Linked DNA regions of Mus musculus: region 2 is linked to region 1. The links are chromatin contacts, called in public promoter capture Hi-C maps. All regions are on one chromosome and are shown on one strand. Each heading gives the region's core, a stretch centred on a gene start, on an enhancer-like site or on the middle of the called end of the contact. The rest is flanking DNA. Distances are from core to core; before and after follow the strand shown.

Region 1 (2,700 bases), core at 187-2,686:
ACACATACATGTATTCCCCCTGTAAATTAAAAAGGTAAAAGGGATGTGACCCAGCGAGGCTCATTTTGTAAAATGTGTTTGTTTACACATAATTATAAGAATAAAGAGAAAGAAGAAGGGTACACTAGGTTCAGAATATAGGAGAGTGAGAGCCACCTGCCCATATAATCATTACCAATAAACATATTTTGTATGCTACAGTTCCTCTCATATGCAATTATGTGTCTCAAAGAGATGTATAGAAGAAATAAAAATGTCCAACACATTTTCCAATTTTCAAAACCAAGAAACCCAGATGTTTAACAGATCAATGGACAAATTGGTTTATGTTACAACATCAAATAACAGAAAAAGGTGGCCAGTCATTTTGTAAAACAGTTCTAAGATCCAGCGTTTAACTTCTCGGCAATATCTGGTGGTAGTACTGCTTTTCCAACATTTCGTACTCTTTCTACTCAAACTGTTCTGTTTTCCAACCCCCACTTGTTTGACCGCGTGTTCTCAATCTCTTGAGACCTCTCTTTCGGCCTGTTCATCTGCCTACTCTTGCAGGACACCATCTGCGCGCTATTCCCTGGGTTTCCATTAGAACCTGCAAGGTAACAGGACTTCAAAGTTAGGTCTCCTCCTGTGTCACGGGCACACCCACCGAAAGGACTACTGGAAATCTCCGGTAGAATATGCCACAGACACTTTAAGTGCAATTACAGCCGAAGCTCGTTTTCTCCCACTTTTAATGAGCCACATTAAACGGGCGACAAGCAAAGACTCAAGCTAGAAATCCCAGCTTCACACCGACCCCGGAATTGAGCGAAGCGGTCAAATTCTGCTCTCCTAATGTCACACACACACACACACACACACACACACACACACACACACACACAAGTTTCGGGAAAATTACAAAAACTGAAATTCCGCAAACGCAGAGCACTTGTAAAAAGTCTCAGTTCGCTCCACAGACTGACTCTGCCCAGGACATCTTCCGGGTCGCGCAGAGTTCGGCTCCCCTTCTCCCCGGGACGAATCACAAGACCCAGGCAGCCACCCAACTCCATCTGCCGAACCCTTTGCTCCTCAAAGCCCAGGGAGAGGCTGCAGAGGATCCGTCCGCGGCCGATTCCCCGATCCCCAAGCGTGACCTCCGACCTCTACCTTGAGGGCTCTGGCAGCCCTGGAAGGTGGGCCGGCTTCACGTCACCCTACCACACGGACCGCCAGCTCCAGCTCCCAGGACCTTACCTGGAACCTGGTCCCTGTCTGCCAGCCAACCGCCGAGGCTGTCCAGTACCCGGGCCTCTGGCAGAGGCTAGCTCTAACAGCGGGAGTGAACCAAAGGGAAAGCACTCGGCCGCAGGACACACAGGGGGCGGCCATGTTGGCCGTAAGAAACATCCTGGCGGGAGGGGAAAGGGGTGGAGCCTGGAGACTGCGCAGGCGCAGACCTCCCAGGCGGAAGCGCTTCCTTAGCAATTGCAACTAGGGGCGGAGTTCTGTAGTCCAGCCCCTCGCCGCTGATTGGGTGCGCGGCAGCAGGTTGCCTTGCACATGGCTTTCGGCTTACTAGCAGCTGTAGTCCTAGCTGAGTTCCTGGTACCCACGCTCAGACAAGCCTTCCACAGTCTTATTCTCACTCCAACAATCCAAGCTGGCTTTCCTGTCCGCTTGCCTTCCCGCAAGGGCCTTCTGCTCCCCCTTGAACTTGCCCGTTTTAAAGATCTGTTTCAAGACATTCTTCTTCCAGCAACTAACCATTCTGGCTTCCAACACATTGTGTTGACTCTTAGCTGTCTGACCCACAGGCTGAGGAAAAGCACCTCCCTGCTCAACTTCATGGCTCTCCCTGATTGCCTCTGAGCCTTAAAGCCATTAAGAGTGGCTGCAGACACAGGAACTGTCTTTGCCTTCTGAAACTTGAACTTCCTAACCCTAAGTCTAGGGTTATCTCTACCAGATACAAGTGGTTGAATAAATCACTCTTAAAGGGTTTTCCAATGTTGAAAATTATCATTGAATAATTTGATAATGTTGAAATTATCATTAGAAGTTTAAAACATACTCAGAAAACGAGATCAAGGTGACCGAGTAAGAGGCTGAGAAGTTAAAAACACTCTATGTTCTTTCAGAGGACCTGGGTTTGGTCCCCAGAACTCTTGTGGAAAATCACATCTATCTATCTATCTATCTATCTATCTATCTATCTATCTATCTATCTATCACATCTATCACATCTATCACATCTATCTATCTATCTATCTATCACATCTATCTATCTATCTATCTATCTACCTATCTATCTATAATTACAGCTCTAAACAATCTGACACCTTCTCTGAATTTCAAGGGGATCAACCATGTCTGTGATGTACAGACACATATACATACAAGCAAAATATTTATACATGTAAATTAGAAATCTGTTTTTTAAGTTATGAAGTAAGTGCTGGCATCGTACAGTTATCACCTCATAAAACAGCTCTAGGGAAATAGAAATTGCATAGCTTCAGAAAAATAGAAGAAAAAAAACCCCTCCAAATAGGATGCTTGTAGTAAAGGGGGGAAATCATTATTTTCCCCTTTGTTTGTTTCCTTTACATTAGTGAAAATCTCTTCATTCAGTGGCAGAAGTCCAGGACTAGTATTTGGAGAAGAAGAATAAGTTAGAGGCGAGGCAGTGCTGGCCAGAAAAGCAGGTAGGCT
Region 2 (3,032 bases), core at 293-2,792, 220 kb before region 1:
TGTGAGACTATGCCGGGGCCTAGCAAACACAGAAGTGGATGCTCACAGTCAGCTATTGAATGGATCACAGGGCCCCCAATAGAGGAGCTAGAGAAAGTTGTTCCCAAGGAGCTGGGGGGATCTGCAACCCTATAGGTGGAACAACAATATGAACTAACCAGTACTTACCCGCCCCCCCCCCCCCAGCTCATGTCTCTAGCTGCATATGTATCAGAAGATGGCATAGTCAGCCATCAGCGGAAAAAGAGGCCCATTGGTTGTGCAAACTTTATATGCCTCAGTACAGGGGAATGCCAGGGCCAAGAAGTGGGAGTGGGTGGGGGAACGTGTGGGGGACTTTTGGGATAGCATTGGAAATGTAAATTAAATACCTAATTAAAAAAAAAAAAAAAGAAGAGTAGCTTCGAGCAAATGGCCAGATACTGACAGAAAAGGGAAACCATTTTAATTGGGATGCAGGAGACAGAAGAAAAAAGTTACTACTTCCTGTGAAGAGGGACTGCTGAGTTAAGAGAGGGATCAGAGTTTAATTTGAAGCTTAGTTAAAGGAGCTAATGTGGGCTGCAGTCCTGACTCTTTCACAGACAGAATTCTATAGAGCAGTGGTTCTCAACCTTTGTAAGGCCGTGACCCTGTAATACACAGCTCCTCGGGTTATGGTGACACCCTCCCCCACCATATTTTCATTGCTACTTCATAACTGTAATTTTGCTACTGTTATAAATTGTGATGTGCGTATCCATTTTCTAATGGTCTTAGGTGACCCCATGAAAGGGTTGGTCAACCCCCAAAGGGGTCGGCCCACAGGTTGAGAACTGCTGCTGTAAAGTCTTGGGTACAAGAGCTACAGTGGTGGACAAGGACAGCTGGCGGGATGCTAGGCCAACCAACCAGTAAGTTATCAATCATCAATCAACTGAAGTGGCACATGGATGGAAGGGAAGGTGAAATACTATCTCACAGTCCAAAGCATTGCATTAAATCTTAGTTTGTGCAAACCAGCTTAAGAAGGAAAAGATTTTCAGTGAGGTTTTGATGATGTTCCATGATGGGGCTCTGCATCTTCGCTGGACTCTGCATCATATGTCTCCTCATGGGCTTCCAAATCAATGGGCAGTTTCACGTAGAAAAGGGCATAAAGAGCACATTTTATCCTTTCACAACGTGACATTAAACTTCACCCTTCCCAACAGTTGTCACTCTGGGCGGAAGACAAGGGAGGCATCATACCATCATCCTGTGTGGGATGGTATTGGAAAAGCCGGTGGGAGTGATTAGCAGATCAGATAAGGGCCCAGTGTGAGGAAAGCAGTCGTGTACGGAGGAGGCAATGCTTTTCTCTTCCAACCATGTTAATGTTGTTCTTTTCTTCCCCTCAGGAAGAGTGATTGTTGCCACAAGTAAAGGAGTTTACATCTTGGTTCCATTACCTCTGGAAAAACAAATACAGGATCTGTTAGCAAACCGGAGAGTGGAGGAGGCTTTGGTCTTGGCAAAAGGAGCCCGGAGGAACATTCCAAAGGAGAAATTTCAGGTTGGTAATTACTGGTCACAAGACAGCATGCCTGTAAGCACCAGCATTCAGATTTAACCACGCGCACCGGAGCTCACTCTGCAGAAGGCCAGTGCAGCACTTTGTGCCTGTCCTGTAGTGTTTTTCAACACATCTCATGTTCTGTAAGTTAGGAAGCAAATTACAGAGCAACCAAACAGTTCAACTAAGATTGCGCAGCTGACTGGGGAAGGTCAGCTTGTTAGTTCCTCACTTGGTACACTAGGCTGTATTTGAAATCAACTCCCTTGTGCAGGCTCCTACTCAGAGCAGCTATGAACATGGTTCCTATAAACCGGCAGGCAGATTATTTTAGCCCAACAGATCTCTGATTTTAGAGTATGTATTTGTTGAGGTGGGGTTAAATTAATTTGCACACATGTCATGTCCTCTCTGTAGACAGCAGGGGCCACTTGCATCCAGGATAGCTATAAATGAACAATTATAAATCCAATGTGTATAAATCCAATGTATTTTAGACCTCATGTTACCATGTCACAGCGTCAAAAGGTTGTCCGTCCGTCCTCCCCCCAACCTCCGCCTGCAAAAAGTCAGTTTGTTTGTTTTTATCTCTCATGTGTAGGCAGTGCTTTGCACACAGAGCAGATAAAGCACCTCACCTCAGGAGCCCGGCCACTTCACTCCCTTACAGAACGGCAGTCTTCCAAGTACAGGAGCCACAGGCACAGATCACTGTACCTGGCCAGGAGAAAACGCCAAGTGCACAGGAGAAATGCTAACTTTAAATATTATTTATATAGTAAACATAGTCGTCAGGATCAAGTACATTTCTAAAATTCCTACTTGATCAGATGTGTCATTAAGGGCACTACATATTTGAGAATGCTAAAACATGTTAGCTGAACCTGGAGGCCTAGACCTGTAAAGCTAGTTACTTGGAAGCCTGAGGTAAGGGGACCTCAAGTTCAAGGCCTGCTTGAGGTACAGAGATTGTTCAGTGCCAACCTGGGGATTTAGGGTAACCCTGTCTCAAAATAAAAAGTGACATACCCTTGTCTAGCTTGGGGGAAGCTTTAGGTCCAGTCCCTAGTGCTGCAGAAAGCAACAACAAACAACTAAAACTACGGTGGTGTGTAGACATTTCTATCTCATTTGAGTCAGTCAATCAGATTTTACCTCTGATTGATTGCTATGGCAGAGAAGATATGTTTGGATGCAAGTTGCCTCATAGAGCAAAGGGTAATTAATTGCTGTTCCCAGTGAGTGAAGAGTGCATGTGTCCTCCAGGGTTTGGGAATTTGGAAGGAGAGGTCTGGTAAACAGAGGTCTTATCCCGCTCCTAACTCGCTGCAGTGGCACTAACCTGTCAGTGTTCAGCAGGGGGCAGCAAACTCAAAGGCACAAAGCTCGTGGCTGCTGGTGCTTTCCTTACCTCCCTTGTCCACACAGTGCAGGCAGGGAGGGCGGTGGCAGAGGGAAGAGGGGCTGCCTGGCACTGTGCGGCCATGGCATTGTGTCA

Evidence for each region. Promoter capture Hi-C pulls out the DNA fragments that hold promoters and counts their contacts.
Region 2: a contact with region 1 is called in a promoter capture Hi-C map of frontonasal cranial neural crest, with 2.8 times the contacts expected there. The contact joins the enhancer-like site here to the promoter of Mrps9 in region 1. A contact is called at or near these places in 4 of 39 promoter capture datasets (the HPC-7 cell line, HPC-7-derived erythroid cells, cranial neural crest and 2 more), 2 of 484 Hi-C or Micro-C datasets (CD8 T cells and olfactory sensory neurons), 6 of 115 datasets of contacts at active chromatin or transcription factors (embryonic basal ganglia, embryonic stem cells, large pre-B cells and 1 more) and 2 of 9 other capture datasets (adipose tissue and liver).

Annotation. Positions count from the first base shown.
Region 1 is chr1:42,849,969-42,852,668 of GRCm38.p6, reverse strand. It overlaps Mrps9 (mitochondrial ribosomal protein S9), which reads right to left and starts at 1,436. Exons shown (of 11, transcript NM_023514.4): 1 at 1,243-1,436. The coding sequence starts at 1,377.
Region 2 is chr1:43,065,976-43,069,007 of GRCm38.p6, reverse strand. Tgfbrap1 (transforming growth factor, beta receptor associated protein 1) reads left to right here. Exons shown (of 12, transcript NM_001357299.1): 4 at 1,380-1,534. Among named protein-coding and RNA genes, the nearest start is that of Gm28782, 13 kb to the right of the region's middle. Within about 2 kb of position 1,542, at least 21 of the 459 cell types and tissues checked have an H3K27ac peak or open chromatin away from gene starts, as enhancers often do.